Linked DNA regions of Mus musculus: regions 2, 3 and 4 are each linked to region 1. Evidence: chromatin contacts called from public Hi-C and HiChIP or PLAC-seq data. All regions are on one chromosome and are shown on one strand. The core of a region is the stretch at or near the end of the contact, and the rest is flanking DNA. Distances in the headings are between cores, read along the strand shown.

Evidence for each region. A called contact is a pair of places that touch in the nucleus more often than the background predicts. HiChIP or PLAC-seq counts read pairs in DNA pulled down with a chosen protein or histone mark.
Region 2: a contact with region 1 is called in a Hi-C map of cerebellum, with 3 times the contacts expected there. The contact joins the enhancer-like site here to the promoter of Gabrb2 in region 1. A contact is called at or near these places in 1 of 39 promoter capture datasets (hippocampal neurons) and 4 of 484 Hi-C or Micro-C datasets (cerebellar granule neurons, cerebellum and cerebral cortex).
Region 3: a contact with region 1 is called in an H3K4me3 HiChIP or PLAC-seq map of forebrain, with 3 times the contacts expected there. The contact joins the promoter of Gabrg2 here to the promoter of Gabrb2 in region 1. A contact is called at or near these places in 6 of 39 promoter capture datasets (embryonic stem cells, hippocampal neurons, liver and 2 more), 3 of 484 Hi-C or Micro-C datasets (cerebellum, cerebral cortex and forebrain) and 1 of 115 datasets of contacts at active chromatin or transcription factors (forebrain).
Region 4: a Hi-C map of cerebellum shows a contact between it and region 1, with 4 times the contacts expected there. The contact joins the enhancer-like site here to the promoter of Gabrb2 in region 1. A contact is called at or near these places in 1 of 39 promoter capture datasets (trophoblast stem cells) and 5 of 484 Hi-C or Micro-C datasets (brain, cerebellar granule neurons and cerebellum).

What each region holds. Positions count from the first base shown.
Region 1 is chr11:42,418,540-42,423,844 of GRCm38.p6, reverse strand. Gabrb2 (gamma-aminobutyric acid (GABA) A receptor, subunit beta 2) reads right to left here and starts at 3,071. Exons shown (of 9, transcript NM_001362647.2): 1 at 2,419-3,071; 2 at 2,202-2,293; 3 at 1,197-1,264. The coding sequence starts at 2,495. It overlaps Gm34591 (a long non-coding RNA gene), which reads left to right and starts at 2,630. Exons shown (of 3, transcript XR_388590.4): 1 at 2,630-2,809.
Region 2 is chr11:42,915,005-42,920,309 of GRCm38.p6, reverse strand. No RefSeq gene overlaps it. Among named protein-coding and RNA genes, the nearest start is that of Gm34644, 44 kb to the right of the region's middle. Within about 2 kb of position 3,334, at least 2 of the 459 cell types and tissues checked have an H3K27ac peak or open chromatin away from gene starts, as enhancers often do. A contact at or near this core is called in cerebellar granule neurons and cerebellum, where this site is marked.
Region 3 is chr11:41,997,801-42,003,105 of GRCm38.p6, reverse strand. It overlaps Gabrg2 (gamma-aminobutyric acid (GABA) A receptor, subunit gamma 2), which reads left to right and starts at 2,249. Exons shown (of 10, transcript NM_008073.4): 1 at 2,249-2,879. The coding sequence starts at 2,776.
Region 4 is chr11:42,752,596-42,757,900 of GRCm38.p6, reverse strand. No RefSeq gene overlaps it. Among named protein-coding and RNA genes, the nearest start is that of Gm34644, 120 kb to the left of the region's middle. Within about 2 kb of position 2,795, at least 8 of the 459 cell types and tissues checked have an H3K27ac peak or open chromatin away from gene starts, as enhancers often do. A contact at or near this core is called in cerebellar granule neurons and cerebellum, where this site is marked.

The DNA of each region.
Region 1 (5,305 bases), core at 1,822-4,321:
TTCATCTCTGTCTTTAATTATTTGTCCAGTCTCAAGACAGGAAGACAGGAGGATGTCATAGAACAATATGAAATGGGCTGTGTGCTATCAGATCTGAAAGGACTGCTGGAATATTAAGGCTCACTTGATCTAGATACACTGCCAAGAAGAAAAGAGGAGAGGAGAGGAGAGAGGGAGGGAAACAGGGAGGAATGGAGGGAGGGAGGGAGGGAAGGAGGGAGAGAAGAAGGGAAGGGAACAGCGAAGGAGGGAGAGGAAAAGAGAGGGAAAGGGAGAGGGAGAGAGAGAATTTACAGGAGAAATGTCCCTGAGTTAACTGGGGGAATCTGGGACACTTGTCCTTGTCATGTTATGTCCACAGTGCTCCAACGTGGGCAGCAGGGGGCGCTCCTGCATGAAGCATACCCCCCCAAAAGTGCTTCCCTGTTGGAGAACACAGGTTCTTCTCACACCCCTCTCTCTCTTCTTATCCTTTGTCCAAAGACTGAGTGTTGCTGACAATAAGTTGTGTGTGCTTGGTACACATAATGATTAGTGTTGCAGGAGCAGTAAGAAAGTACACTTGGTATTAATCTTGCCTTTTTGGATAAAGACTGGCCAGTTTTTTATTTGATTTCAGTGGATTAGCAGAAGGGGTTAAAGGAGATGGAAGGTGGTGGGAGGGGCAGAGATGTCAAATGTCATTAAGTACTAGGAATCAATTTCCTAAAGCAACAAGTGGGCATCAACACCCCAGAACTAATTACTTAGTCACTCTGTGAGAGTTTAGTTTGTATGATAGACTTCCTGGTAGGTTTTTGTTTGGTTGTTTTATTTATTCATTTATTTATTTAGTCACATTTAAATGCTCCTTTTACCATGACTAAGCCCCAAACACAGAACTGTAACTCGACAAACTGAGGCTTTCAGGAAGCTGTGAGAGCCATCACTTCTGCAGGGGGCCTTCCAGCATATTGCTGCCTGTACAAGTGAATGTGTGAGATACTTTACTCACTCTGTATTGGATCCAAATTGGGAAAAGTGCAAAAAACCAGCAGTTGTTTTGTAATTACACATGCCATGAATTCCAGAGCAATATACTATTCTCCTGTCCCCACATTATACACATATTCAAACATACTCCACCCCCCCCAGCAACTGCACAGCCCCCACACAGTCCCCATTATAGAGACGTATCTATGAGCATTAATACTCACCATATTGACCTCAGAAACCATATCAATGCTGGCAATATCAATGTTCATTCCTACGGCCACAGGGGGACCTGCAAACCAAGATGGTCAGCCATGTGACTTCTCAGAACTTAGTCATTCATACGAAGAGTTGTCACTGGGAACTCTAAAGAAACCCCCTCTGTAGAGCTAATCCATATATTCATTACTTTCCCATATCTTTGCAGTATGAATGTGGGGATACTCTTCTAGGAATATGCACACATGTGCTGGTCAGACAATGTTGCCAGCTCTGTCTACACATGTTGATGTCTCAGCATGTGAATTCCTACAACTCACAGAGCCCTAGGGATTCGTGTAGATTGCATTGAAACCCCCTCTTTTTTTCCCCACCCACTTCTGTGTGTAGGTTTTAACTCTTTAATTCCATTAAGAGTCTGAGCAAAATTAAATGGCCACACTAGCATATCTGGGGCTCCAGGGAGAGATGCCCCTTTTTCCTCTGCTATCTTTATTCTCAATTCCCCAGAACCCCTTCTCCCCTATGCCATTCGCATATAGGGCTGGGTGGAATCCCGACATGAGCCACTTTAAACCATGGCCAGAACTCTTCTAAAGTAGATGGGCACAGAGAGTTGAAGCCACCTCTCAGCCAACCGCCTGCACACTGTGTCCTCAAAAATACTCACATTATAAGACATCCCCGGCTGGGCACACTGTTAACTAAACTTAAGAGGTTTGTATCTCAAGAAACCTCAGACTGGGAACAAAGATGTATCACGGTGAAGGAGAACGAGAGCGGTTACAAAGTCTGGTCACACTCTAAGGGGGTCTTCTTGAAAGACCTCTCAAGTGCTGGACAGAAACTGGCTTAAGTTTGGATCTGTTTCTCAGCAAGGTAAAATAGGAAAACATTCTATACATCACATGCGCCCACAACTAAGGAGAGGAAAGAGAGTGCACACAAAGCCCAAAAGACAGCTTGGGCTGGAGCTGGGCTGTTTCTTATTTGCAAGGCAATCCCATTACCTCCAAAATCTGGTCTCAGACGAATGTCATAGCCTTTCAACAGTCTGTCCACCGTCTCTTTAACCAGCGACATATTACTAGGGTCATTGACACTAAAGAAAAAAATGACAATAACCAGGAATGAATAAAGAAGACAGCACGGCATCTTCAACAGCCCTGCTCACAGAGAGGTATGCAGACAGAGCCCTGACAAGTGAGAAAGGAAAGGGACACTTACCTCTGAGCACAGACAGCGGCGATTATTAAGGGAAATGACCAAATCCCAAAGTAGCCCCTTTTCCGGACTCTCCACATCCCTTTAGGTTCTGGTGGGATTGAGGGATTCACTGAAGAGAGGAGATCCAACTTAGTCTGCCCAGTGCAGTAATTCTAATGTGGAGCGCATGCGCACGGCGTACCAAAACATCAAAGGGGCAGCGGCGGCTGCCGGGGACCGAGATTTCCTTGTTTAAAAAAATTAAAGGGGAAAAAGGAAAAGAAGCATATATATGTGTAATATGTACATGTTTGAATAATATTAAACTACTACCCCAGAAATGCATCCAGAGTAAAATCTTCGTTGGTTTTTTTTCTTTCTTTCTTTAAGACAAAAGCAACCAGAGCGTCTGGTAAGTTTCTGTTCTAGGAGGTAGTTGCACCTCACGACGTGGTGGGATTTTAGAGAGAGGGAGAGAGAGAGAGAGAGAGAGAGTGTGTGTGTGTGTCCCCTTAAATATTAAAAAGAAAAATAGGAGTAGGGTGTAGGGAGGAAGATTGGTTCCTGAAACCCTTCTCCTCCCGGTCTAAGCCAGTTGAAAGGGGCAAGGAGTTGAACTTTATTTCCTTAAGAATAGCAATCCCCTGCCTGGGACAAGCGGAGGAGGTGGGGGTGGGGTGGGAGCGCTAGGGGTGGGGAGGGGAGCAGTGGGAACCAGAGTCCGAGGAGGAGAAAAAAAACCAATGGGAGGAGTGCTGAGCAAACGTTGGATTTTGAGCGAGGGGGGGTGGGGGTGGGGAGTGGACTGTGAATATGAAAGAATCGGAATGGCTTTGAGAAGAAAGGGGAAGGATACAGGAATCCAAAGATGCTCGTTTTTCCTGGGAGTCAAGGGGCGAGCTTTTTCTTCACTACTCACGAGTGATTTCTTTCTCTTCCTCCTGCTCCCCCTTTGCCCCCTGTTCCCTGGGAAGAAAACCTCGGGGTCCTGGTTTCTGGCGCTGTGACGCTCCTGACCCGCTAGTCCAGCTATTTATAGCAGGAGGGGGAGGGGGCGAGGGGAGCAGTCAGGCAAAGGCTTCTCTGGGTTTGGGTCTGACTCTGCACTAGGAAATTATAAGTGGTCAGGATGAGGTGTGTGTGTGTGACTGAAGAACAAAAGAAGTGGGGGCGTGAGGGACAGAGGGTGACAGGCGTTCCAGCACAGGTGCGGGGCCAAAAGGCATCCAGTGCGAGGGCGGGTTGCGGGGTGGGATGCGCTCCTCTGGCCCCCCACGCCTCGCGGACGCACGCGCACCGCGCGCGCGCGCGCGCGCACACACACACACACACACACACACACACACACACACACACACACAGACACACACGAGACACGTGCATTCACAGTCCTTGCCACCCACCACTCCTTACCTCACCAGCAGGAGCTCGCCGCCCACTACTGTGGCCCAACGGAGCTGCACCACTGCCGCTCTGCTCTGGACAGTTGAAGCTGCACCTCTGCGTCCAAACCCAGTGGTTCACAGAAGACAGGCACAATGAAGGAACCCCGAGACCGTTTGAGCCACCAAATCACCTATCTACACACCACAATTTTCCCTCATCCCTTTCCTAGCCCAAGGGGACCCAAGGCTGCCCCCTTCCCTCCAGCTCCAGGCTCAACACGGACACCAGATCCAGACTCATTTCATAGGAAAAATCATTTCCTCTGCTTGGGGCTCGCTGGAGGAGGGGAGGAGTTGCGGGGGGGGGGGGGGGAAGAGGATGCCGAGAGCACCGGGACTGGGATGCCCTAGAGTCGTGTTCCTCGTTTTATCCTGAAGACAGGGAGGGAGTACAGCAGGTGCATCAACTACCCTGGCACTCTTTGATGAAGAGGTAGAAAGGCAGAACTCAACACTGGGTCCTGGACCCCAGTATCCAACCTAAATCTACTACTGAGCCTTGTCATTTACCGAGAGTCCCTACCATGTGCAGAAAGCCGCGCTTAAAGCAATATTAGCTCAAAGTTGACTCCTTAGTGACCCCATTTTACGGGTTTAGAAACTAGCACATCGATCGGAGGAACATGTCCAAGGTCATTTCTGTGGAGAAGGGTGGAAAGTGAGTTGTGCTTATAAAGCAGTGTTTCTAACCCTTAGACTAGACTACCTCAACTCTTAAAGTTCAGAACCTCACACTCTGCTAGCTCTCTGCTGCCACGCGGGGGACCTCCAAGCGCCCACTGCGCCTGTGGGATGGGAAAGCTCACAGATTACAACAGACTGGTGGTCCAGCAGGTCTCTCTGGTGAGAGCAGAGACCAGATCCCCAGGGATCGCAGCTAGCTTGGTGCTACAAGATTCCAACTGAAGGCTTTTTAGTCTCCACTGTGACCACGTTCAGCTTCCCCTTTTGACCCACATAGTACAAGACACCCCTACCCCCACTTCCATCCCCTTGCGCGCATCTCAGGAAATTAAGAGTTATTATTCTGGGGCAGTTTAGAGAGGTGACTCCAAGGGAACTGTGGAGAAGGGATGGTTGCCAGCAGGAATCTGATAGTTTCCCTAGGGCAGAAGACAAACCAAAGGGAAATAATCTGGGGAAGTTTCTAGGTTAAAGACAGGTAAAACATAGCACCATAAACACAGAGCAGATGCATCACTGCAGGACTATCTGCAAGGCTGGAGGCTTACATGAGAATGCGCGCGCACACACACGCACACAAACACACACACACACGCACACGCACACACACACACACGCACACGCGCACACACACACACACACACACACACACACACACACACACACACTCACGCACGCGCACGCACGCACACGCGCACACACGCACACACACGCACACACTGGTGTGGGGCAGAGGCACCTTTTGCTGACTTCCTTTTCTTTGCTCTTACAGTAATAGT
Region 2 (5,305 bases), core at 2,085-4,584, 500 kb before region 1:
TGGATATTTTGGTGATGTTTTGATGACATTATAGCAGGAGTTTGAATAGGTCCTGAATCTTAGCTTACTATTGCTCATCTTCACATTACCCTACTCCACAATGTTCCATTGTAATTTACAGTCATCTCCCTTCATCTTAAAATACTTAGTCAGTGCCTTAATCTTTGGATATAGACTGAGCCTTAGATATGCTTTGTTTTTCGCCCATAGTTATATGCCTATGGAAAAGTTCAACTCATAAACCAGGTACAATGAGAGATTAACAACAAAGAGTAACAGCAAAACACAACCATGATAAAAGGCTGTAACAAAGTATTTGCAAAATACTTATTTTCTCCTTAACATTTTCAGATCATAGTTGACTACAGGGAGCTGAAGTCACAGAGAGTGAAACTGGATAAGGGAAGACCCCTAAATGAGTGGTAAATGGTATTTAAAGTAAAATGTATAATAACTCAGTATATAATCATGACAAAGTCTAGTTTGAATAGTTTCAGCTCTTAACAGTTAACTAAAATGTTGAAACATCAGTTTGGATCTTTCATAGATATTTAATTTAATATGTAAAAGCCAAACTTATTATCTTCCCTCCAAACCTGTTCCTTTAATGGGTTTATTTATTTATATTTCTAGCTTCCCAAATTGGGAAAGCTAGAGGTTCAAGTTTCATTTTTATTGTTCTCTTATTCTCTATACTGGCAAAACACATTGATTTTATCTTCAAAACATTCAAGATAGGATTTTGCAATACCTCTGCTTCCACTACCTTAAAGAAAGCATCATCGACTCTTGCCTGAGGTGTTACAAGAGTTACTTAACTGCTTTCTTCATTTCTATTCTTTCAACTCAAGTTTGTGTTAAACAGAGAAGAGTGTGAATACTGTCACACTATCTGTGGTAGGTTGCATGATGATCCTCTAAATGTGTGTATAACCTAATCCTGGGACTTATGATGTTACCTCATATGGTGAAAGAAACTTCCAGATGGGATCAAATTAAAGACCTTGAGATGCAGTGATTATCCTGGCTTCCCCAGATACTACTTGTTCATCTTGGAGGCATGAGAAGACATTAGGTGTACTTGCCCTTTCCAAGGTTCTGCTACCTCCAGTATTCCTTTGCTTATTGCTATGATCTCCACCTTCCCAGCACATCACTCCAGTCTCTGTCTCACACTCCTCCAGCATCTCTCTTACAAGGGTAGTGATTCCATCATTATGATCCTTAGCAATTAATTTTCCACTTTGTAACACAGATATTGCAGCTATGACCTGACCTCAAATCTTCCAGGTAACTATTCATTTCCAGCCACATTGGCCTTATGCTGCCTATAGACCTGGGCATGCCTCCTCTTCTTTATGTTCATCTACTTCAAATCTGCTGTACCACTCTCTGTAATAGCTGTATCACCAGAGCTTTCTTTCTCACTTTCCCAGTGATGACTTTCCTGACCATCGAACCAAAGATAAGAACTCCTCTCTGCTCTACTCTCCACCTCACTCTGTGTTCTACTTGTCTGCCATACTGGGTTCTGAAGAATCTGCTGTCATCTGATAATCTCTACATTTTCTTAATTGTGAGAAAGTAATATCTGTTCTGCTTTTCTTTGTTCATAGCTACATGCATTGAACCACAATAAACTCTGATCACAGTGAATGATTAAAACATATCATTTATTAAAATGCACGGCAGGTAAATGAGCTGTAAGCCTAGTGCAACAAAGTGTGGTTTTCATGGAGAAAGAATGAGTGAGTGAGTGTGTGTGTGTGTGTGTGTGTGTGTGTGTGTGTGTGTGTGCATGTGTGTGTGAGTGAGTGAGAGAGTCCAAGGAAAGCTGAGTAAGTGGTTCAGGAGGTTTGAGGACAAGATGAGGTGATAGTTCTGCCAAGAGCTAGTCCTGATTTGCCTCTCTTCCCATAGTCTATATGGTGGATGTTGGATTAAAGCTTTATATGGAGGTCCCAGCTCATGGGCTTCATAGCACATAATTGTGCCTCTGACCTCTGACCACTGACCAATCATATTAATTGACAAATCCCCATCTTGGAAACACTAGAAAGGAGGTACCTAGAGGGAAGTTTAAAATTTCTTCTTCCTTATAAACAGTTGTTTTAAAGGCCTAGAAAAAGTCTTGAGAAAGTGATTCAGTAGGGAAGTCATAATTTTTCACTTTTCCTCAATGACAATTGATGATCCATGAATAGAGCTGGGCTTCTTTTTCAGTATCAGTATGTATTCTATGCAAATGAACAGGTCCGTAGCAGTCATCTATCAGTGATGCCATGATATACCAGACTGTATACACATATGGCACTGTAAAAATGCCAGGAGAGGGCTGGAGAGATGGCTCAGTGCTTAAGAGCACTGACTGGTCTTCCAAAGATTCTGAGTTCAAATCCCAGCAATCACATGGTGGCTCACAACCATCTGTAATGGGATCTGATACCCTCTTCTGGTCTGAAGACAGATATAGTATACTTATATACATAAAATAAATAAATAAATCTTTTTTAAAAATGTCAGTCAGGAGAATTGTTGTCATTGGTTCTTGAAGAAAGTCAAAGATTCAAAGCAAAAGCCTGGCCATAGCAGCTGCACGGGTCTAGCAAACAGAGCACTGGATAGTTTCTGACCTTTTTCTGACATTGCCTTCCCTATCTAATTTTTCACTTTACAAATCCACTGGGCAAGGGAGAATGAAGATAAAAGGTACAGTTGAACCTGCATGGTTTAGGGATAGGGCAGGCTTAAGGCTTCTGTGATTATTATTGGGGTACTGTACATGCAATGGTGAAGGATAGGCTCGTATAATGCTTTGGCTGTATGAGATCTTCCATGAATGGGTGAAACCCTGTTTTCTTCATCTTGATCTATTATTTCTTAAAACATGGGCTACTTATCAGAAACCACCCCCTTTTTCTCATTGAACATATGACAGTTACTAATAAGAAGACATACAGGAAGAAAAAAAATCAGCAACTAGGAATGTTCCATCCACCTTCTTCTCTCACTGTTGCTCCTGTGGCCTTTTGACATTGGAATAAGACATTTTCATCTACAAAGTTGAAGCCACACAACTGAGGTATCAAAAATATTGTAGAATATATCTTAATGTTTTAAAGTAACTTTATGACTTTTTTAGAAATTTGGATTGAAATAGTATCTAACCTGGACTGCATGATGCTTGCAGGTCATACATGGCTGCTGGACCACTCAATCTGCTATGTTCTTGAACTTGGCCTTGAATTAGCCTCCCCTGGAGACCTGCTGGTCAGGTTAAAAATAAGAGTTTGAAGTGTAACAGATGAAGGTTTTACAAAACACATGTTCAGAGAAGCGGGGGGCCTCAGCTTAAGTGGAGTCAACACAGGCTCCTGGCTAGGCTCAGATCAAAGGGATTAGGCTTAAGATTGTCTGGAAGGTCACGTCACTTATGTGAGGATGTAACTGCACATCTTCACATTAACTTCTAGGACTTTTCATTTCTTTTGCCATGTGGAATGTTTTCTTTCTTTCTTTCTTTTTTTTTTTCTGCAGATACTCCTGTGATCTGTTGGGATGAGTCCCCTTCTGGCACTCACAAGTATATATTTTATCTCTCTCCTGAGCCATCTCCTGTGCTGAAATGATCTTGAGACTAATACTGGCAGCTGGTCCCATGTGGTGCCACTCTTGGTACTCACAGAGATTCTCATGTTGAATTTCTTCCTGCAGCTTTTACTCCTGGGGGTGGAGGCAATATCTGCCAGGTGACATGGGTAGAACAGATGGCCTCTTTTTTCTTTGTGATTCCTATTTCAAGTCAGGTCTTGTTGCTCTGATGCCATGTATGTCAGAAGCCATGTCCCCTGAATGAGAAACTTTACTCCTAAACTCTGATCTACTCTGGAAAAATTTATTTTACCTGCAATTAAAATTCTTAATATATTTGTTTTATTAAGTAAAAATTACATATTACAAATTCTAAAATTGTATGGAATGTCACATTAAAACAAACAAACAAACAAATAAATGTCTCTTATATGAATCTCTTATGAGAGACAAGAACTAATAAAATTTCTGTTTTCATTTTTTTCTTTCGTTCCTGTGGAACTAGAGATTGGATTGAACCCAGGATCCTAAGAATGCTCACAAACTCTACATGTAAAAACTGAACTGCAGCTTCAGATCTTAATCCCTCTATCTCTCTCCTGCCTGTATTTCTCTCTATATATATATCTATATCTATATCTATATCTATATCTATATCTATATCTATATCTATATCTATATCTATATCTATATCTATATCTATATCTATATCTATATCTATATCGATATCGATATCGATATCTATATCTATATCTATATCTATATCTATCTATCTATATATATATATATATATATATAATGTGTGTATCTGAAGATCTATCTATCTATTATCTATCTATCTATCTATCTATCTATCTATCTATCTATCTATCTATCTATTATCTATCTATCTATCTATTATCTATCTATCTATCTATTATCTATCTATCTATCTATCTATCTATCTATCTATCTATCTATTATCTATCTATCTATCTATTATCTATCTATCTATCTATCTATCTATCTATCTATCTATCTATCTATCATCTATCTATCTATTATCTATTATCTATCTATCTATCTATCTATCTATCTATCTATCTATCTATCTATCTATCTATCATGTATTTATGTATATCTATTCTTTTTTAATAATTCTGACAATAGGTGTAACACTTCAAAGACTACTCTAAAACTACTTTAAAAATAAAATATTATATTATTTTGTGTGTAAACGTGTCTTGCCTGCATGTATTTGTGTTTACCACGTGCAGCCTGGCACTCACTGAGGTCAGAAGAAGGTGTAAGTTACCTTGGGACCAGAATTACAAATGGTTGTAAACAGTCATATGATTCTGGAAATCATATGACTCTGAAAGAGTAACAAGTATTCTTGACTGCTGAGTGAACTCTCCAGCACAAGCTTTTAATTTTTCTTCACTATATATTTTATAGACTGTGTCACAGAACTGTGAATATTCTTATAACATTGTCCTTTCATTGACCACATGTTTTGTCACACAAAGTACCACAGTTTGCTCCATCAGGCCCTTATAAATGGGCATTTGAGTTACTCCTTATATTACTACTTTTGCTGATACAAGCCTATTTCAGTTCTGCATAGATTTAATACTTTTAAGAGCTCCTTCTCCTTAGTGCAATGCCTAGTGATTTTTTTTTTGCTGTCTTATTTTGCTTTATTTCTTTTATACCACTAAATCTTATTTGCTAT
Region 3 (5,305 bases), core at 1,000-3,499, 420 kb after region 1:
AGCCTACTGGCCCACAATGTGCAATCTCATAATTTGCTTCTCTGAATATTGATCACAACCCACCAGTATTCTCACTGCTTCAAATTAAGATCAAATTTAAAATTTAACACAAATAACACTAACAACAGCAGAAGCAATAAATATAAATAGTATCATATAATGGCAGTTCCTTTTGTAGTTAAATGCAGGTGAGTGGTCATTTTCTTCATTTTTACATTCTAGTATATTTTTCAAATTTTAATATAATTTAATTCACATGTATGCATATAGACATGCATATAATTTATAATAAAATGAGCCTCATTTTATAAAGTAATGGATATAAACTTAATAAAATAGATAAGATGATTATGAAATAAGTTATTAAATAATATATTTTATGAGTATGAGATATGGCAATATCAGAAAACATCAAAATAGCTTAGTTCAAAGACTAGTCATCAGATAAGAAGATCCACTGAGGCACATTGAAGCCTACTAGTCAAAAATAGTACAATTAAAATTCTCTTAACATGTGAGAAGGCATTCTGTTAATTGAGGTTGATGATAATTTGTGGAGATTATTATGAACATTATCATTTGGTTGAAAGATTACTATTATGTGAAAATTTGTGACTGATAACAATCATTCTCTTGGGGTTCACTATGTGAGTGACTAATTGAATTTATCTGAGAAAGTACTTTGGAAATCCTGAAACGTCCCATAGGGGAAACGACAGATTCTTCCCACACAAGTACTTACATCATCTAGAAAAAATTAGCGAATTAGTGGGTTGCCTAACTGCTTGGTTGGCCACTTAGGATATTACATAAAACTCTCTTCACTCAATTTATTCTTGTAACTCTGATTGGAATTAAGTGACATGTGTATTCTGATAGCCACTCCAGTGGTTATGGGATCTAATATTTTTGTGATCTATAACTTGCCTCTTTCTTTCACATCACTTTTTTAAGCATCTATAAATATGCCTGTAAGCTTTATTCTTAATGCTATGGTGAAATTAGATATAGTCCTCAACAATGTGTAATTGTAGACTGTCTCTGACCTGAATAAACTGCATTTGTGAAGGGAAACCCTGGTCTACCTGATGTAGCTGAGTGAGAAACATTTCAATGAAAAGACATTTAAATTTGTTCTGCCAATGTTGAAATCACAGTGGGAAGAAATCCATTGACCTCATGTGAATGCTGTTTTTATTTTAATTGGATTTTGTCCCATGCAATGAAATAATTGAGCTTAAGGCTACTGTCATGCAGGTTTCCTTGATGTATCTAACAGAAGCAATCTCCTAGTCCTATGTCATAGGCAGAAGCCATCAACATTTTTTTCCCATTTTTCTCAGGTGTAATTTTGAAGGTAAGGATGGAACTGGGATCCTATTATCTTATGTTCAATTCCCACATTTTGGACTTCTTATTCAAATGCCATTCGTATAGCATGATCTTTTTTTCAGAGAAGGTTTGGTTTAGACATGGAGCACTGGCAGCTTTTATAAAAATGTTGAGACAATTACCTCCCCTGTGTCTTTTAATGAACATATTGCATATGAAATGCTGATTCTACAGGAAGTGGAAAGTGCTTTGCCATCTCCTGCCCCAGGATATGAGAGTATGGCCGATTAATTAGGGTAGAATAAGAAGAGAGTTCCTCTGTCCCTGTGGCTCATTTGATCAAGAAAGAAGAGTGTTAATACAGGGATTTCCAAGACGGATTCCAAAAACATGTAAAATTATTAAGAAAACGAAGGACAGAGCTTATAGAATTGACAGAAGTGTCTCCCATTGCCCAATCTCCCACTGCTTTACCCACTGGTACACACAGGCATAAGCAAACCAGGGCCCTATTTGGTGATCTTGGTTAAGCACCTATCTCCATGGAGCTGTGTTGGTTAGCATTCCAACAGATTGACTTTCTCCATGCCTTATTGTGTCAGTGTCTTTTGCTTCCCTTCAATTTACATGCACCAAACCCTTCTCTCAGAAGATGGTTTGCAAAGCACAGCTACTTTTTCTCACTGCTTGGTGCCCCTCCCCCACACGATGCAATGATTTAAGTTAATAACATTGTTCTCAAATAGGGCAAAACTAACCCTCTCTCTAGTAACTCTGTTCCTAGGAGTACTGAAGCATCTCTTTTTGTCCCGTGAATGGAAATCCTAGTCTGCTGCTACAGGAAAGGGTTAAAGAGTGCTGGCAAGAATTCACGCATGTGTTAATTCTTCCTGCAGACTCACATCTCTTCCACTTTGACCTCACAGTTAATCTGTGAGAGTTAATCAGGCAAAACCTCTACTGAGTGATTTTTTTTCCCACACAACAGAACCAGACAAAGAGAGCACAGCCCCATCTAAAAAGAAAGAAAAGAAAGAGAGAAAGAAAGAAAAAGAGCAAGTAGATAAACCTAAAAGGACCGACCCTTGGGAATTCCTGTTAGTGCACCGGGCATGAATGTGAGCGCCTTTCTGCTTCTCTCATTTGCCTTCCTGTGTACATCTCTGCGTGTACCATCCCCCTGCCTCAATTCTATTATCCTCTCAGACTTGGAAGCTGCTGCCTGAGCTGACGCTTTGATGGTATCTGCAAGCGTTTGTACTGATCTTTATTTCTGCCCCCTGAATATTAATTTTTAAGCTGGTAGCAATACATCTCTGAGTGACGGGACCTACTAGAGGCAGGTGGGGGGAGCCGGCATCAAATCATCAGCATAATAATAATACAAAGGGGAGGGATTCTTCTGCAACCCAGAGGCGAGAGGCGAGAGAAAAAAAAAAAGCGATGAGTTCGCCAAATACATGGAGCATTGGAAGCTCAGTCTACTCTCCTGTATTTTCACAGAAAATGACGCTGTGGATTCTGCTCCTGCTATCGCTCTACCCAGGGTAAGATGGGCCGTTTTCAGCGTCGTTTGGCTCTAGAGAGATGTGGGGGAGATAAAAGGTTGTGGAAGCAGGGAGACCACCCAGATTTGAGACACTCTTTTGGAATTTAAGCGTCACAATTTAGGGAAGAGTGACTATATAGGGTAGCAGAGAGACGGAAGAGAGAGGAAGGACATATTGGTTTATTTGTTAATGAACTAGGTTTTATTTGTTTGTGTTTTGTTTCAAAGAGCTTAAGCTCGTTTCATAGACTCCGTGTTCGGGGAATAGGTTTTGAATTTGCTGCAATCTGATATGAAGTGGGTTGTGCTTGCACACGCCGGCATTTGAGGCCATATTGAAGGCATTTGGGTGGGGGGTCTGGAAGAGAAAATTACAAATGGGGTCCTGGCGAACACAAGCGTGATCTGTGTGAGGGAGGATTGGGGGCGGGGACAGAGCTGTTTTTATTATACACTACAGTCTTCTTTGGTCCTGCACCTGAGCTTTCAGTCAGCCAGGTTTTCTATCCAGCCTCATTGACCCGGCAGCTGAATCCCAGTGAGGCAAACACGATTCAGCACCAAGGACAGCGGTCCAGCTAAGGGCCTTATGGAAAGAGGCTTGTCAAACCATGCAGCAACCCTAAATCTACAAAGGACATCCATGTAGTCAGGCCACTGGGCCAAAATACAGCAGAGAAGCCTGGGGACCCAGCACGGGTTAATGTTACTCCTACCTTCAGATGGGAGGGGGACTACTGCACATGAGGTACTGAATATAGTTCAATGAATGTATAGGAAATATATCTGGAGCAGAGTTGGCCTGGTTGCAGACTTATAAAAAAACGTGCTCATCCAAGTAAATTCAGTGTCCAAATTGTGAAGTATGCATGAGTGATTTACAGTCTTCCTGCACAAACAAAAGTGGGGCGAACTGGCTGAACTTCTGAGGATGGGTGATCCCAGAAATGTGTTTCCTCTAGATTATTAACTACTTCCCTGAAGTAAGCCTATGAGAGCAGAATCTCTCCATGCACAGATCACCACACTTCTATCCATGGAAGTAGCCCTCACCACATTACAGTTTCCAACGAGAACTAACAGCAGGCTGGACGTCCACATTTTCCATGGCATGCACTTCTGTATTAACATTTTGAGACAAACCACTATACAAACTACTCCAATGGTTGTGGCCTCCCCAACTTCTGATAAAGGAATCTATGGGAAATATCAAGACACTACACCAAAGTTTTCTTGGAAGGTGATGTAGTACTTATAACAACAACAACAACAACAATAATAAGCTTTGTTGCAGATATCTATACATTTTTCTGTCCTTCTTTCTCTAGTATTGGTGATAGAACACATTGATTTTGGACACAGAAGAGAGTCAAGCAAAGCAAAGAGTAATATCTCCACTTTCTCAATTCAGGCAGGCAGCCTGTGCTTAGCTCTTACCCCTTCGCCACTTTTCTTGTTTGTTTGTTTGTTTGTTTGTTTGGTCCCCCTCCCCTTGGCAATAGACACTGAGTACAGTAGATAGTTTCATTAAGAACTACAGGTTGAAGAAGTTGTACCAGAAGAGGAGAGAAACACTGGGAATAATATCAAAAGTCATAAACCATAGTAAAACCATTAAAATATTTTCTATTCAAAATCTCCACATATTTTCCTATCATATTTATGAAAGTTAGTAAACTTTGTTTTGGGAATCAGAGCATCAATAAATTGAGTCTATCTTCCCTGTATTTCTTCAACCCATGAAACCTGTGGAATAAAATCTAGACCAGGCAGGAGAGAATGTATCTGTTTTTCTTATTCCCATTCATCTTAGTAAACACTTTGTAACTGACTGCCTGAGTATATTCTTATGTATTTCACCTCCAAACATTCTATTTTAACCCAAAAATATTACATTATTATTGCACGTGATGCAAATGTATTTAAGATAGTTTTTCTCTAACAACTCCACTTTTTGAATAAATTTTCATCTAAAAACTGAAACTTGATGTTACTTGATTTTATTATCTTGCAATCGTAAGAGCAGCTTAGATGGGCTTTAACAGAATTTTAAATGATGGATTTATGCGTTACAAGAATTCCAGACAGATAGTTTTTGTATCCTCACAGTAAGGTTAGAAGAAGTAACTACTGTAGTTTGGTTCAGTGTATGTGATCAGAGTTCAATTTGCTGCAGTTCCATAAATGATTTGAATGGCTGAGCATGCCATTAATCTCTAAAGTTGGTTCAGAGGTTCATGAGAGTGGTTACAATGATATTGAAAAAAAACGAGATTCTAAGGGTCTGTGTTGTAAACAATAGCAGAGGAAGGTACTGAACATTGCAGGAGAAGAAAAGAATCATTTAATGGACATTTATATTTATAAATCTCCAAATAAGCTGTGTTTCCCATTGAACAACTAAACTCCCTAGATTGTGTCTAC
Region 4 (5,305 bases), core at 1,546-4,045, 330 kb before region 1:
CACAGCCAGCCTCTAAGTTGCAAGGACCAAGATACTCCCCTGGATATCCACAGATTGGGTCAAAAAAAGTATTATATTGTATGCTTTCTTTCCTTTGGTTTGTGCAGCTTAAAAATAATGAAAGAATTCTCATTTTTCTATCAAAGTGTGAGTGACACTTGAGGATGTTGTTCTTAGTGAAAGAGATCAACCCTGGAAATACTGAATGGGTTCATGTTGTGTGTACCATTGCAATACCCCATCTAAGCTCTGGAATCTGGCCATGCTACCAGCCACCACCCAACTTACTTTAAATCCGTGGATAACACACACACACACTCACACACACACACACACACACACACACACACACACAAGCACACACACACACACACACACGTTGCTCATTTTTCTCTTGTCTTTTGCTACTATCTCTTTAAAATTGTGCCCTTATAAATTTTTTATCTCTGCATTTCCCACCTACCCTAATTTTAGTTGTTCAGTTGAATCCAGTCCCTGTTAAACATATCTGACCACTGGCCAATAGGAGCAGCCTGTGTGGCCACTCCATTTTGAGATTGAGATCTCACATGGCTGGTCAACTTTTCTTCATCAGAAGCACGGCAAAGCTTGTCTTATCTCTTGCATCTGTCTCTCTTTTTTTTTCCCAGGGACCTAGAAGTTCTGCCTATTCCTTCCACCCAGCAATTGCCCCATGGCTTCTTTACTAACAGATCAAGAACTAATTGGAGAACAGGACAATATCAGAACCACCTGTACAGGTCTACCTTTATAAAGGACTGGTACCAATCAAATTTACAGAAATGGAAAGTAGAAATGCAGTTTCCAAGGACAGAAGAAAAGAAATCTGTAGCTAAGCACTACAGAGTTTCAGACAAAAAAATGTTTTGGAGGTGTGTTTTATACAGTGTTTAGTATACCTACTGCTTCTGAACATAAACAGAGTTAAAACACTAAGACCAATGATATATACTGTTGATCAAAATAAGTACCTCTGTTGTGTGGAGATTTGTTTTATTTTCTTGTGATGGTGGGATACAGTGGGACTAACTGACCGTATAGAATATGTCAGACAAAAGGAACATAGAATAGTATCAATGTGGGATGCCATCTTTGGTTGGAGGGGCAGTAAGGAAGCCAGCTTACCCACCTTTGCTTATAACATTGAATGCTGCACAACAGTTTACATTTTACCCAGATAGAACTCTATACAAAGAATCTGACTCTAAAGTCCATCACTTGTCTTATGGAATCCTTTCCTAGTCATGTGCTAGTTGTTGAAAATAAGGTATAAAGCAAGGTTGGACCGGCTCTTGATGCCTATGGGGTAGAGAAGCCACAGGGCAATGGCAGGGACTGCAGTTTGCTAAGGAGGGACTTAGTAAAAGGGACTAAGTTTACCTGCAAGGTCAGAGAGATCACTGTGAAGACAAAGGACCTTTTAGACAAGAGGTCAAGGGGTGAATGACTCTGAAATGAGTTAGGGGAATCGTATTTTGGGCATTAAGAGAATAACTCTATAAGCTCTAGGTCCATTGTATATGAGACATGGAAGCATGATAAAATGCCAGGAAAGGATGGTCAATGCATAGGGTGAGAGAGAATGTGAAGGGAGTTATCATAAGGTCATAGACGCTATTTCATGTCATTTTTATTTTAAAGTGAAGATTTTGATATGCCGCCCACCTGTAATCTCTGTTCTTTAATTTTCAGACAGAATTGATCTATATCAATTCATAGTCTGAGGCTTACTCTAGATTCTCATCAATGGCTCATGCACGTTCCGTTTTGATTGATCATTTTGTCAATTTAAAATAGAATAGCACTCTTGAGTCACGACCTATATTGTGAGACCTGTGACACAATAACAGCCTTCATTTGTTTATGATGTTTTCCTTAGCAAATACATCCCATACTCCTGTATAATTTTTCAGTTTAAACATCATATCAATTCAGAGTTTATTTGTTTTTTCTTTGGTTTATTATTTATATTCTATTCTCCTGTCTCAGTCTCTCAAATTCTATATGTTAACATAGTTGGTACTTTCTAAATTCTTCAACAGTAATTTTTGTTTGTTTGTGTTCTCGCTGCTTTGGGGGAAGTCTGGAGGGAAATAGCTCTGTAGGAGAGTAAGAGTATTTAAATTCCACCAGGAGAATGGTTCTCAAATTTTGATCATTCCCTCATAAAAGGCCAGTTAGCCTGTGTTCCTCAAGGCAGAACACTACAAGCATTTGGCTCACTGCCTGGTGGCAGGGAAATGTGTTCTCCGTGGAGACTCTGCTGTCATCCAGGGAAGCATACGTGGGTCTCACTGTGAGATGAGATCACTCACGTTCACTGAGGTATGCAGTCTCCAAGGGCTAGCATCAAGTAGGAGGGATGCTACATTTCTTCAAGTGGCTATTCATTCCCATTTTACTCCAACAAAAAGCTCTAAATTGGGAGCATGAAGAGAAATAAGAGGTTTAAGCAGTACCCACCTTCACTTATCAGTAATCCATATATGACTCTTCATAGAACACCTGTCACAGGTTCAGAAATAACTAAGATGGAGCTGATATAGGCAACACTACTGCAGGAAAGTGTAATGGAAATGGAGAGTAGACAAGCACATAAGACCAAGGAAGTAACAGAAAGAAACATGAGAGGAGAATTCAATGTAGCTTAAAGCAGTACAAATGCTCCCCAAACAAGACGACACAGGGAGATAGGGCTCAGAGTGAGAGGGCAGTGACCAAACGTAGGAATTCGCTCCTTGCTTGCCAGTTACCAGGGAGATTGCTGAGGGCTTCCAAGCTGCAGGCCCATCTGTCTTCTTCAATTCTAGGGCAAACCTCATTAGGATAAGGCAGCACCCTGTGTCTCCATCCTGCCCTCTGGGACCTCAGATCCCCATCTGGCAAGCTAAAGGAACAAGCATGTTTGCTCTGCCACAGGGCTTAGATTCTCTAGCTGTTTTTTTTTTTTTTCTTTTTCTGATAAAGAAAAAATGTGTTTTTTTTTTTTAATCTACTATTTGTTAACTTTTATTTGGTATTCCATGCTATGTTCTTCCTGCCTTAGGAGCTACACTAAACCCATTTCAGTGTGCTTGCTGAAAAAGCTAATAACTTCATTCTGCTGTAATTAAACTCTGAAAGGCAAATTCTTTTTCTTCATCATCTAACCTGGCAGGAGATCAAAACCATTCACCAGTCTTGAAGTCATTCTTTGGATACAGGATTGCCACTATGGGGCAGGGTTGTTCTGAAGGCTAATCGGACAGAGCTTGACAAGGAATTCTTCCCCCCCGCCCCCCGGGAGGAAATACATCAGAAGAGTATTACAAATCCAGAAATTATCTTTCCAGAGAAGAAAACATGCTATACAAAGACCCTAAGTCAATACAGTTTCTCATGTTGTGGTGACCCCCAATCATAAAATTATTTAATTTCTACTTCCTAACTATACTTTTGCTACTGTCATAAATCATAATGTAAATATCTGATATTCAGAATATCTTATATGCAACCAGCAAAGGGGTTTAAAAACACTGTCCTAGGTGAGGCCTGAGAATCATAACCTAAGTGTATTCAAGAAACATCCATGAGCATAAGGAGAGTTCACACCAGAACACCTGAAAGATCTCCAAGTGATGCATTCTCAGCTGAAGCATGGGAATTGTTTTAATTAAAGATCTGAAGATATAACTCTTTTCTTCTACTTCATCCATTCATTTATTCACTAAGTATGTATTGAGTGGTTACCCAATGCAAAGCTGTGATAGGCACTGGGGATATCACCTAAAACACTTCTTTTCTATGTCCTCACAGAGTTTGTACTTTATGATTGAGATTGCATTCTGAGAGGAGACACTGCCAAATACTCTTTTAGTATTAAGATTTGACACTTCTCAGGTACTTTCTCTAGCTCCTCCATTGGGAGCCCTGTGATCCATCCAATAGCTGACTGTGAGCATCCACTTCTGTGTTTGCTAGGCCCCTGCATAGTCTCACAAGAGACAGCTATATCTGGATCCTTTCAGCAAAATCTTGCTAGTGTATGCAATGGTGTCAGCGTTTGGAAGCTGATTATGGGGTGGATCCCTGGATATGGTAGTCTCTAAATGGTCCATCCTTTCGTCACAGCTCCAAACTTTGTCTCTGTAACTCCTTCCATGGGTGTTTTGTTCCCAATTCTAAGAAGGGGCACAGTGTCCACACTTTGGTCTTCATTCTTCTTGAGTTTCATGCCTTTAGCAAATTGTATCTTATATCTTGGGTATCCTAAGTTTTGGGCTAATATCCACTTATCAGTGAGTACATATTGTGTGAGTTCCTTTGTGATTGTGTTACCTCACTCAGGATGATGCCCTCCAGGTCCATCCATTTGGCTAGGAATTACATAAATTCATTCTTTTTAATAGCTGAGTAGTACTCCATTGTGTAAATGTACCACATTTTCTGTTGGAACAACATTATGAACTAACCAGTACCCCGGAGCTCTTGACTCTAGCTGCATATGTATCAAAAGATGGCCTAGTCGGCCATCAATGGAAAGAGAGGCCCATTGGACTTGCAAACTTTATATGCCCCAGTACAGGGGAACGCCAGAAGCAAAAAGTGGGAGTTGGTGGGTAGGGAAGTGGGTGGGAGGGTATGGGGGACTTTTGGGATAACATTGGAAATGTAAATGAGGAAAATACCTAATAAAAAGTATTAAAAAAAAGACGATGCAATTAAAAAAAAAAGATTTGACACTTCTCTTTTTTTCTTTTTTTTTTATATTTCTTTAATATTTTTTATTATGTATTTTCCTCAATTACATTTCCAATGCTATCCCAAAAGTCCCCCATACCCTCCCCCCACTTCCCTACTCACCCATTCCCATTTTTTGGCCCTGGTGTTCCCCTGTACTGGGGCATATAAAGTTTGCGTGTCCAATGGGCCTCTCTTTCCAGTGATGGCCGACTTGGCCATCTTTTGATACATATGCAGCTAGAGTCAAGAGCTCCGGGGTACTGGTTAGTTCATAATGTTGTTGCACCTACAGGGTTGCAGATCTCTTTAGCTCCTGGGATACTTTCTCTAGCTCCTCCATTGGGGGCCCTGTGATCCATACAATAGCTGATTCTGAGCATCCACTTATGTGTTTGCTAGACCCCGGCATAGTCTCACAAGAGACAGCTATATCAGGGTCCTTTCAGCAAACGCTTGCTAGTGTATGCAATGGTGTCAGCATTTGGAGGCTAATTATGGGCTAGAACCCTGGATATGGCAGTCTCTAGATGGTCCATCCTTTTGTCTCAGCTCCAAACTTTGT